3 separate regions of the Hordeum vulgare genome follow, and regions 1 and 3 are each linked to region 2. A link is a contact called in public Hi-C data. All regions are on one chromosome and are shown on one strand. Each heading gives the region's core, a stretch centred on a gene start, on an enhancer-like site or on the middle of the called end of the contact. The rest is flanking DNA. Distances are from core to core; before and after follow the strand shown.

Region 1 (3,725 bases), core at 724-3,223, 930 kb after region 2:
TCAGGTCAAAATAATCACGGTGTTTGTATGTGGGTTATCAACTATGTTGTGCATGTATTACATGCTATATACGTGGGTTATTAACAGTAGATCTTGTTTTCAAGATCTCGTCGCGACGTTTTTTTTGTGAAAACAGATTTTTAATTAGAGCGACAGTTTGAGCTACATATCAATTTTGGCTTTTTTAAATTGAAAAATTATACGATGTCACCAGTTTTGTCCTTTAATGCATGCATGCATTTGCATATGCAAAAAGGTTGGAGGAACAATTTTTCATGTCTCATTAACTTTAATGCAATCACGATGATAACTTATGTACGCACACATGTGATAACTTAGGTACCCGAGACATTGTAACTTTTGACGAGAAAAAAAGTTGTTGGAACATATGAACATGAGATCTAGTTTTTAAGGTCTCGTCGAGACAATTTTTTATGTCAAAATGGATTTTGAATCGGAGCAATGTTTTGAGCTACAAAATATTTTGAAGTTGAAATTTTATCGGAACCTTTGATGATATCAGAAAATGAACATCATCGGATTAGTACAGATCTGTCCCTAAATATCAGACGTATGAAAAATAGCAATCTCAATATGTAAAATATTCACATCTTTACTCCTTTATCCGAGGGCTGAAGAAATTCAAATCGATCTTTTCACACAATAGGTGAAATAACTATATAAATATTTCCGGGTAAAAAAAACTGTCTAAATATCTTGTGTGAAAAGAACATATCTATCATCCACATACATATCATCTGCGTCCTGCATAGACCTGCCAAAGTGCTTAATTAGTACTCCTTCCGTTCCTAAATATAAGTCTTTTAAACGATTTCACTAAGGGTCTACATACGAAGCAAAATGATTGAATCTATACTCTAAAATATGTCTATATACATCCGTATATAGTTCACTAGTGAAAATCTTTAGAAAAACTTATATTTAGGAACGGAGGGAGTACAACTTTACCTAGCAGCGTCACAAACTAGCTAGAACTAACTTTTTTACACGGAGCGGGACGGGTTCAGGCGGTGCTCTACATCCCTACATCTGCCCACAAAGAAAAAAGATACTCTGTTACACATGCAATGCATATGGAGTATAAATGCATTGCATGAGCACGGGCAAATTCCCAAAACCGGACCATAAGTGGAATGGGGGCCACGAAGGGGATGGCGCCGCATTATTGGATACCAGTTGGCCCAAAACAAGCTAGTTGGGCATGTAGTGGCTGGCCATGCCCATGCCGCACCGTGTAGGACCATCCCGTGTTATCTGGATAGCCGTGGCCGGCGTGGTGGTCGCCCGGTCCCCCGCTAGCCGCAATGCATCGATGCAGCCAAGATAGGCACCTTCCCTTTGATTCCCATGATCTAGGATTATTCGATGCTCGCAGTACTACGTAGTTCCCGGTTTATCCCGTGAGTTTGTGTGGAATATCGTACTACTAGCGTTTCTATTTTCGCTTACCGTCAGTCGGGCGTCAGTTAGTGGCAGTCATCACTTCGCAGGCGCCTTTCTTTAAAAAAAAACTGAGGACGATCGACACGGAGACGGAGACCGGCCAGTCACTGACCTGGGCTTCACTGAAGCTACGAGCTGTGAAACTAAACCAGCGTCTTTTACCGCGCCGGTCGGCCGGTGAGGGGCGGAGCGGGGAAGTCAAAGCGGTGGGCACGGCGCGCGTGGGCGAATCGGGTCCGGCCGCGACGGCTCGGAGCCCGCGGGCCCTCCGCGCCTGGTCACTCCTCCGAGTGAACGAGGGAGTCCTCCCGTCCGTCGGCCGGCCACTCCCGTTCTTCCCGCGCGCCAGCCGGCCATCCAGCCATGTCACCCTCCGTCCCATGTGATCCCTGCCCCGGCGTCAGCGTCCACGGCCACGGCCACGGCGCCCGTCCGCCAAAATATCCGGCGCTCCCAACAGTCTCGCCTCACCTCCCACCCACCCGTCCGGATCCGGCCGCCCATCCGCCACGCGCACGCGACACCGCACTGCACGGCGCCTCGGCCCCCTACGAACCCGTCACCAACCGGCGGGGACAAAACCGCACGGCTTCCCTCTCCCTCCCCCCACGTCCATAACCTCACTGCCAAGCCCCGCTCTCCTCTCCTCTCCTCTCCTCGCTCCACGCGGATGATCGTGTAGCGATCGGATCAATTGATCGGTCGATCGATGAAGGTGCTCTGCTCCGCGTGCGAGGCGGCCGAGGCGCGCGTGGTCTGCTGCGCCGACGAGGCCGCCCTCTGCGCGCGCTGCGACCGGGACGTGCACGACGCCAACCGCCTCGCCGGCAAGCACCACCGCCTGCCCCTCCTCTCCGCCGTCTCCAACCCGCCCGCCGTGTCCGCGCCCAACTGCGACATATGCCAGGTGCTTGAATCTGTTGCTCTCTCGCCCTTGCGCTAATCTTGGTAAATCTTTCTTTTGCCCCGGCCGGTGATCTGACGAGTACGTCCGCTGTTTCTGCTACCACAGGAGGGCCACGCCTACTTCTTCTGCGTGGAGGACCGCGCGCTGCTCTGCCGGAGCTGCGACGTCGCCGTGCATACCGCCAACGCCTTCGTCTCCGCGCACCGGAGGTTTCTCCTCACCGGCGTCCAGGTCGGCCTCGAGCCCGACGAACAAGAAGAACCAGAGCCGGAGCCGGAGCCGGAACCGCAACCGCCCAACAACACCTCGTCGGCTCCCCTGCAACCGCCGATGTGCCACAGGAAGAGGAGCCCGACGCCGCTCTACAGCGACGGAGACATCGAGTGGGCGGCCGGCCAGGACGTCGGCATCACGGGTAACCTGCCCGACTGGTCGGTCATCGACGAGCAGTTCGCCAGTGGTACCCCGGCGTTGAGGCCCGCGGAGCCGGAGGTAATCAAAGCCCCTCCCAAGAAGAGCCCCCGGGTGGCCGTCACGGCGGCGAGCGCGGCACTTTTTGGCGGGAGCATGCCGGACTGGCCACTGGACGAGTTCTTCGGCTTCACCGAATTCAACTCTGGCTTCGGATTCGCGGAAAATGGCACGTCCAAGGTCAGCACTACGAATTCACTCAGGACCAAATTTGAATTACTACTAATTGTATTGTCACAGTCTTAGCACTTAGTAGTTACTCTAATTACTTTATCATATCGGGGAAGAAGCGCAGTTCAAGTACAAAAATAGTAACTCTTGTAACCTGTCTCATCATCTTGAATCAAGTAATTTATCTGATCTGCATCCTGGAACGTTAATCCATAGCCAGATCAGCTTAATCATGCCATGTAATCTTACTTTCACCGGCAATTTTCGGGCTTAAAACCTGAAGTGATACATCGCACAAGGTATTTCACAATTGACATGTTTCTGACCACGAAAAACATATGACTAAACAATCGATCTATGCCTACACAGCTCACTCCAGTATACTATGTCTATGTAAGCTAACAGTGGTTATCCATTTGCACTTTTGCAGGCCGACAGCGGGAAGCTCGGCTCGCCGAACCGCCGTTCGTTGTCGTCCTCCTCATCCGGCAACGCCATCCAGAACGCGCAGGATTTCTTTGGCCAGGTGCCGGAGGTCCACTGGTCGAGGTCGGCCATGCCGGAGCTCCCCTCCCCGCCCACGGCCTCAGGCCTCCACTGGCAGGGAGACCCGCATTACGGCTCTAACGCCGACACCGCTTCCGTGTTCGTGCCGGACATCTGCTCACCGGAAAACCCCTTCCGGTGCTTCACGGCCGGCGCCGATCAGCAG
Region 2 (3,993 bases), core at 1,319-3,818:
AGGGACTCACCCTCCTCAATTACAAATATTGTTGTAGAAGATAAGAATAACTATTAATTGAACAAAAAATAATGTTTTTTTAACAAGCTGCTCATAGAAGAATATAATTGAGTGATGAAAGTTAAAGATCAATTTCACAACATGATCCTTAGATATTGAAACAAGATGAATTACAAAATCTTAAAGGGTGCAACACATGATGAGCCTTCTATATATATATATGCATGTGATGGTCAACAATATTATGATAATTACCTCGATATTAAATGTTAATGCATTATGCCAGATAGAGAACTTCAGACACTATATATCATACGTGGAGACATAAAGTTTACATTCAAACATTACTTCAAACATCCGGCCTCAACCACACCCTCTTAAGACTTATATCCTATTAATCTGGTCAACTAGATATTTTTACTGGAATACTCCATAAAAGAGTACAAACAGCAGACCATGCGTCATGTCAAACATATGATGACAGCTCGACTTCGACATATTGGAAACTACCACCATCTACTGAACACAATTTCTATGCATGCTCAAAGGTGTCCTGAAACATTTCAACACCACCTATATATCAAGTGCTTAAATAGATTGACAGATTATATATTTGGTTTTAAGAAAAAATAGATAGTAATAAACATACAAGGTACTCCCTCCATTTACGAAAACCAAATAATCACAAAACACTTAGGCGCAGTGCATTAACTTCCACCTCGTTTCTTGCTTTTTGACATGAATAAAGTAATCAACCAATAAGAGACGTGAGGCGTGTATGTTTTTAATGACTTGAGGCGCAGTGGTCAATTCATTGCATGTAATGGTATTAATTAATAAATTAACACTAATTTCTCTCGTTTTTCTTTCCGTTTTGATCGTGGTGTAGTTATAAACCGAGACGGAGGAGTATGTAGTAATGAAGTTTCCTATCCAAGAGAAAAAAAAATGCAAAAGATATCGGTTTTGGTAAGTGCTTGCTCCACGTCCGTTTCCTATGATAAAGTCTAGTGTGTGGGTCCACACGGCTGAAATGTGCAGGAGGTACACAAGTACGCATGCAGCTCACAACCCACCGCGCATGGTGTGAGAAAAAGGAAACACGGTGACGATGTACCATGTACTATGAGATGTGGTACATATGCTGCAGTACCAGCTAGCCTGTCTCGTCTGCAGTCACCACTGGTTTATCTGGTCATCATAATCTAGCGGACTCATATCTATTATTGGTCTTAACAAAGTGTATGAACAGGTGCAGGTATACATCTCACCAAGTTCCCTAGAATCATCATACGAAATGTCATAAAGCCCCGAGTTTGAATGATCGGTCAGGGTTCACAAATTAAGCATGAAATAACAATGTGTATGCATACAAATAACTAGGTAGGAAATGTAATGATGCAACAGAATAAAACACAATAATAATCGTTCTAACTTTAGCACTTAGCCAGAAAATGATCGCGCACCTGCCCCGCAATTATCACGTATCCACACAACCTCGTAGACGAACTACCTAAGCCTGGTTCAGATTAGGAACTGGGTTCGGCACAGTCAATCCTTACATAAAATATCCTGCGAGGCGATGGGACGGCCCCCATGTAAAGGTAAAACTAATTGCTCCCCACAAATAGTAACCATATAAGTCAACCAAATCTAATACGGGGTACTAGATATTTTTTGATTCCTCGTCTCATGGACACGCAAAGCATTTACCCATTCCAAGCAGATCAAAATAAAATGAAACCAGGGTAAAAAAAAGCGTAGGAACAATAGTGGTAGTAGTAGTAGATGACATGATTGCATTGACAGACAGGCAGTGTTGGGTTTGGGCTGGGCTGGGCTGCATCACGTACCTTTGTGGCCGCGAAACTCCCCTCCGGATCTCGCCCTCCGCTGCACTCCGGCGCGACAGCCGCTGCCGCCTCCTCCCGCAGTCTCTTCTTCCGCTTCCTCTCCTTCTTGGCCCTCCTCACGATCGCGCACAGCGCCTCGTCGCCGTCGACCTCCGTTTGCGCGTTGCATCCGCTATCACCGGCGGGGGACACGTCCAAGGGGGGCGCCGAGGCGAAGAGGTCAGAGATGGACCTCTTCTTCGGAGGCTTCGCCTTCCCTGGCGACCTCCTCGGGGACGGCGCCACTGCCGCCGCCGACGCAGCAGCAGTAGCCATGGCGGAGGCCAACTCGTCCGCCCACCACCGAAACCTCGGCGCCTCTATAGCCGGGAGATGTTCGATGCCCAAGGGACGCCGACCCTCCGCCGCCGCCTCACCCCTCATGCTCGCCGCGTATCCCCTTCGGACAAATCGCAAATGGAGATCAGGAAAAAAAAACCGCATACACGACCACCATAAAGGCCGACGAGACGAGGCCGCGCACACTAACCTGATGGAGAACGCGGCGGCGGCCATGGATGCGACGTCGGCGTGCCCCCTCCGCGCAAATCTACCTGCGATTTCTCGAGTTTTTTTGGGAGGGGGGAGATGAGGAGGAGTAGACTGGAAGGAAGGAAGGAGAGGAAAGCGGCGGGCGTTGGAAAGGGAGGTCGTGTACTCCAGCATATATCTATCTAAAGGATGCAGCAATTACGATACGGAGTTAATACTTCGAGGCAAGGTTTTGATAGCATCGAGGCGAATAATCTACTCTTTCCCGCTCTCCCCACCTTTATTTTTGGTACCTCATTAATTATTCGATATTATATCTATTTAATGCCTTGCTGGCGCCAGTGTCGTGCGCGAGAGGCCCACGTCCCATTTACTACTGCGGACGGCGACAGGTGATGGACAGCGACTAAATTGTTTTTTCCTTTTATTCCTGTGGTTGGTGACGTGGCACAATCGTTCGCCGGACCGCATCATGTGATAGCGAGCGACTAGGTGCAAAATGTTGGGCGCACCATTCTCTGCCTAGAATACTCGCAAACTGCTGCGATCATCTAGATTTTTGTCTTAATTCAAATGCAATATTTTGCAAATGCTAGTACTCATGACTTTCTAACACATGATCAGTATTCTTTTGCGAAAGAGAAACATCTCACGACATTCTTTGTTGTTGCAAAAACAATCAACATCTGTAGAATGATGTTCTTCAGTGCGCTGGTACCTCACGAGACTACTCTTTGACATTTGGTGCTCATGACATTCTAATTGTCCAAGCAAAAAACGTGTGACGTGTGACCATTTTCTTCCAAAATTGAACGGTGTGTGTTTTGTTTTCCTAAGAAAGTTATATTTACATCTCCCTACCGAAAAAGTGTATGTCACGTAAAACTTGAGATGTGTGCTATTAAATAGCGATGAGAATATCGATGTTAGCAATCTCAATCAATAATAATGTTATCATTGCCATTTGTCGGTGCACTCGTTGTGTTCGAAGGCTACAATTCAATGATGGTGCTCATTTAAACGCGTATATGAGAAACTTGGCTAGATGCAATGGCAACATCGTCCATGGACATAGGAGCACCAGACTGCACAAATCAGTGATGGTGCTCATGTAAACACATGTACTCCCTCCGCTCTTAAATATAAGTTTTTTTGAGTTTTTACTAGTGTACTACATACGAATGTATATAGACATACTTAAGAGTGTAGATACATTCATTCTTCTTCGTATGTAGTCTTCTAGTGAAATTTGTATGTAGTCTTCTAGTGAAATTTCTAAAAAGACTTATATTGAGGAACGGATGGAGTATATGCTAGTTGGCTTGGTGCGGCTCATGTGTCCATGTACTCCATTACAGGAGATTATGGCCTGGTGAAATTGCTCATGACTTTCTAACTACGCACGCCAAAACCTGGTGCTGTTATTTCGAAGAAGCAAAGCAATACGATGAAAATGATTTTCTGGGAAAAAGATATTTACACCTCCCGTCCAGTGAAGTGTCGTGAGAAATTCCATGTTCTTGTACCATTATGTCTTTTATATGGAGCTGGAAGTGTCCAAGATTATGCATTGGCGTTAGTGCTCAGGTAAACATACATGGGACATTTT
Region 3 (4,079 bases), core at 1,524-4,023, 640 kb after region 2:
ACCGCAGCTCATGTCGAAGGAGTCTCACCGGAAGGGCGACTCGCAAGACGACCAGCGAGAGCTTTTGAGGACCCGAAACCCCGCACGCCCGGGAAGGACCCCGTCAGGGAGTGCGGTGGCAATGGGCTGCCCTAGGTCGATTCGATCGCCCCTATAGCCTCGGGATTCGCAACTCTCCAATACAAAGAATGACGAAGAACGATGAAGCAACAACGAGGGAGAGATAAACTGTAGATGAAATGTAGTAGATGTGTTTTTGCGAGTGTGTGTTGTTCGCCATCACATCTATCATATATATGATGCGGCTGGACTTCCCGTACAAGAAAAGTACTAAAAATTATGTCCAAAACGTCAAAAACCTAACCTAACTAGGATAGGAAACTTTAGCAATTTTTCGGACCAACTCGAAGCCACCAAGTGATTTTTCTCGGTCCCACCGATTTAACGTGGCCAACTTTCTGTAATCTTCTGCATCTCACTCGAAATTTCCGAGTGATTTTTCTCGGAATTACCGAGTCAACTCGGTGTCACCGAGTCAAAAAACTCGGTGAATCGGAAATGACTGTGTAGCTTGTGTTGTTGATCTTGTTTTGGCTCCATAGGTTACATACGACCTCCGATTGCGACAATCTTTATACCAAAATCGATCGCCTCGACGATTCAGAACTTTTTCATGTTGAGTTTTTTTTTGGAGGCCATCTTGGAGGCTTAATCGTCCGGACAGTACTTTGCATATGAAATCGTAGTACTTTGAGCACAATTTCGACCTTCGCGATGAGCTCGGATGACGATGGTTCAAACTTAAAAAATATTCATGTTAACATCACCAAACTTTTTCATGTGGAACACTTTTTTATTTGAAGCCATCTTAATCATGATTTATTCCATGCGAAAATCTAGTGCCAATAGATGGGCTTTATGTACCTGTTATTGCTGGATTTTAGCCTGCTAAATCTTCCATGAATGAGCTTTATGTTGCGTTACAGACCCCCGGGAGGGGGGTGGGGGGGGGGGGGGGGGGGTGTAGACACGATGGATACGAGACTAGTACTTGCCTAATCTTAATCGTGGAGAAAACAGATCGTTTGGGGCCCTCGCCCCCCTTGGTTACGTCCCTGTTTGTGAGCTAAACACAACTGCTATGAAAGAACTGTGGCATCTGATTTGTGTTTTTCATGCATGGATTGCTACCGGTGCTTATGTAGTTCGTAGATTCTAGTTGTTAAATTGAAAAGTAGGTCGTTGTGTACTGAGCCCGATATCAGTAAAAATAACAAGGCATGCATTTTGAGGTACTAATAATGTTTGTGACCCCTGGACCCAATTTTTCTGTTTCTGCTTAAGTTTTTTTTTTTGCGCATTATAGTTACTTTCTATAAATTTGCACCACAAAGCGTGGGGTGTCATCTAATATGACTAAGAGGGTGCTTGGATAAGTTTTAGTCCCATGACTAAAAGTAGTGAGACTAAAACTTGCTAGCCTCACCCATGTTTGGATCCAAATACTAAAAAGACTAAAATCAAGTTAATGAGCATTTATTATCCTGCAAACCCTCCAATCCAGAACTCGTCTTAGGAGTTAAATGAGGAGAGAGATGACTAATGCATATTTTAGTAAGGGTACCCTGACTAAAAGATTTTAGCCTCAAGACTATTTTAGCCTCTCTTTAGTCAGGGGTGCTTGGAACTTTAGCATCTTAAAGAGACTAGTTTTAGTCAGACTAGTTTTAGTCCCTTGGATCCAAGCATCCTCTAAGAGGGTGCATGGATCCAAGAGAGTAAAACTAGTCTATTTAAGAGGCTAAAGTTCCAAGCACCCCTCACTAAAGAGAGGCTAAAACTAGTCTTGAGGCTAAAATCTTTTAGTCAGGAGTATCCTTACTAAAATGTGCATTAGTCCTCTCTCTCCTCATTTAACTCCTCATGCAAGTTCTGGATTGCAGGGTTTGGAGGATAATAAATGCTCATTAACTTGATTTTAGTCTCTTTAGTACTTGGATCCAAGCATGAGTGAGACTAGTAAGTTTTAGTCTCATTACTTTTAGTCATGAGACTAAAACGTATTCAAACACCCTCTAAATAGTTGATCCTCACTAACTTAATTATCTTAACATGCAAGAGAAGTTATCAAGTCATCATTGCCACCTCGCAATTAATTCTCTCTACATGCAATAGTGGCATCCATAGACAAGACCAAGGCATCCAGGGCCATGGCCTGGGTCGTGAAGATATATCACTTTGTACTGTAGCGATGTGAACACTATTTAGCACTGTACCGGGTGTTTGGTTCTCCGTTGCTAATCCGAATAGTACTAAAGATTATACTGTCAGTTCTCACAGAAATAACTGCATCTAATTCTGCAGCGACGTTCCTCGGAGCTCTTATATGGGATCTATCGGAGATGCTCGGAGCCCGTACTTGTAGCAGGCTGAGTGCACGCACTGCCTGTGACGCGCAGCAGCGCCTGAACTGAACGACACGTACTAGCTGCTGCATTAATTGACGTCCACAAGCCGACAACGAGCAACCAAAACAGCAGCGCTGCGCTGAGCCGCTGGGTTCAGATTTTGCTCATCCATGCATACGTGGTACTTGTACGAAAGATGCGCGACAGAGAGAGTACGTACGCACGGCAATGAAAGATCACAGACCGTAGCCGTTCCCATTCATTCCATTTGGGAATGAAAAACCGTAATCAACCGGGCGCAAGTGGTGACGGAGATGGCATGCACGTCGCCCCGCCCGACGCAACGCGCGCCGTGGCACGCTGCCGCACCGGCAAGCGGAGAACGCTGCGTCTCGATCGAGCCAACGCTCGGCTTGGCCCGCATGTATACGTCCACCTGACAGCATGCTGCCTGCATGGCGCGATCGCGGCCAGGAATTAATTTGTGGTGCGTGCGTGTGTGCATGCGATCTCCTGCTAATGACGCATTTATCGGCTAGGGCGTGCACGCGTGCCGGTGTATCGTTGCAGTACCGTGTACGTATAGTTGGAACCAGATGTGGCAATGTGGCATGTGGTACCTTGATGCCTGCGAGTATTAGACCATGGTTTTATTTTTCACAAAAATGTATTAATGACGAGGTAGAGGTGGCGTGACAGAGACCGGTTGTTCATGCTGGCACGATAAACTACAGTAATCGTTCGAACTAAAGAAATGCATTACGTGCCACCGATATGATGGACAATTAGCTGCTTTTCTAAACCAGGTTAATCCCTCTTCATCACATACCATGACAGAAATACAACAATAGTTCGGGAAAAAAGGTGTCTATTAAAATCCACGAGACAGTCTTTCGTCCCGATTTATATATAAAATGCAAATCAATGTGTACAGTTTAATGTGGTTTGGATGTATTACCTCATGGTCGACAAGTACTGAAAAAGGGTTTCATATAGAGGATTGGTAATTGCACGCAAGTTCGTATTTGGCGTGACAGATGGGTACCAAAAGCTGATTACATGGTAGTATCTCCTGGAGGCCGATGCCGATTGAGGTGGGTCTCTGAACTGTCTGATGTTCACGGTAATTGGGATGTTAACTTGATCCAACAGTCTTCCAATTGATGCGTCATCCATCATAAACATTAAAAATGCTACCCGTACGATTTTCTAGCGTGGATCCGTGAAAAATCGGGTGTTTTTCCAGTGCACAGTAACTATAAGCTTGCCTTTGATGAGTTGCCCCAACCTGGATGTGGTCGGCGGTCTGGAAAAGTACTGCACTTTCCGAACTACGCATTTTGGCCTAGCGAGCTCCAAAAAATTCTCTGCCTACATGGGACGGAAACTATCTCGGACGCGTGAAATTTCTGTTGTATGTCCGATTTGTGGCACTGAAACTGAAGATATTATCCATGCTCTCTGGCGCTGCACTTTGAACAGGGATTTATGGCGCACTGCGTCTATGTGTTGGGATCTGCCAAATCTGAATGGATTGACGAATACTGGACCTGACTGGATCCTCCAAGTTCCATGTAATATGTCTGCCGACCAGTGCTTGTGTTTCCAATGCAGCTGTGAATCTCCTGAATGTCGGGGATGAGCGGGGCAAGGTGGAGTGGTCACTTGGTC

Evidence for each region. Hi-C and Micro-C count contacts between places; a contact is called where the count stands out from the background.
Region 1: a contact with region 2 is called in a Hi-C map of seedling, with 3 times the contacts expected there. The contact joins the promoter of LOC123439599 here to the promoter of LOC123443100 in region 2. A contact is called at or near these places in 2 of 6 Hi-C or Micro-C datasets (leaf and seedling).
Region 3: a contact with region 2 is called in a Hi-C map of leaf, with 2.7 times the contacts expected there. The contact joins the enhancer-like site here to the promoter of LOC123443100 in region 2. A contact is called at or near these places in 2 of 6 Hi-C or Micro-C datasets (leaf and seedling) and 1 of 1 datasets of contacts at active chromatin or transcription factors (embryo).

The regions. Positions count from the first base shown.
Region 1 is chr3H:91,109,608-91,113,332 of MorexV3_pseudomolecules_assembly, reverse strand. LOC123439599 (B-box zinc finger protein 22-like) reads left to right here and starts at 1,973. Exons shown (of 3, transcript XM_045116292.1): 1 at 1,973-2,371; 2 at 2,477-3,022; 3 at 3,444-3,725. The coding sequence starts at 2,174.
Region 2 is chr3H:92,039,233-92,043,225 of MorexV3_pseudomolecules_assembly, reverse strand. It overlaps LOC123443100 (putative GPI-anchored protein pfl2), which reads right to left and starts at 2,568. Exons shown (of 4, transcript XM_045119359.1): 1 at 2,383-2,568; 2 at 1,854-2,292. The coding sequence starts at 2,558.
Region 3 is chr3H:91,402,680-91,406,758 of MorexV3_pseudomolecules_assembly, reverse strand. No RefSeq gene overlaps it. Among protein-coding and RNA genes, the nearest start is that of LOC123443099, 20 kb to the left of the region's middle. Within about 2 kb of position 2,773, at least 2 of the 3 cell types and tissues checked have open chromatin away from gene starts, as enhancers often do. A contact at or near this core is called in leaf, where this site is marked.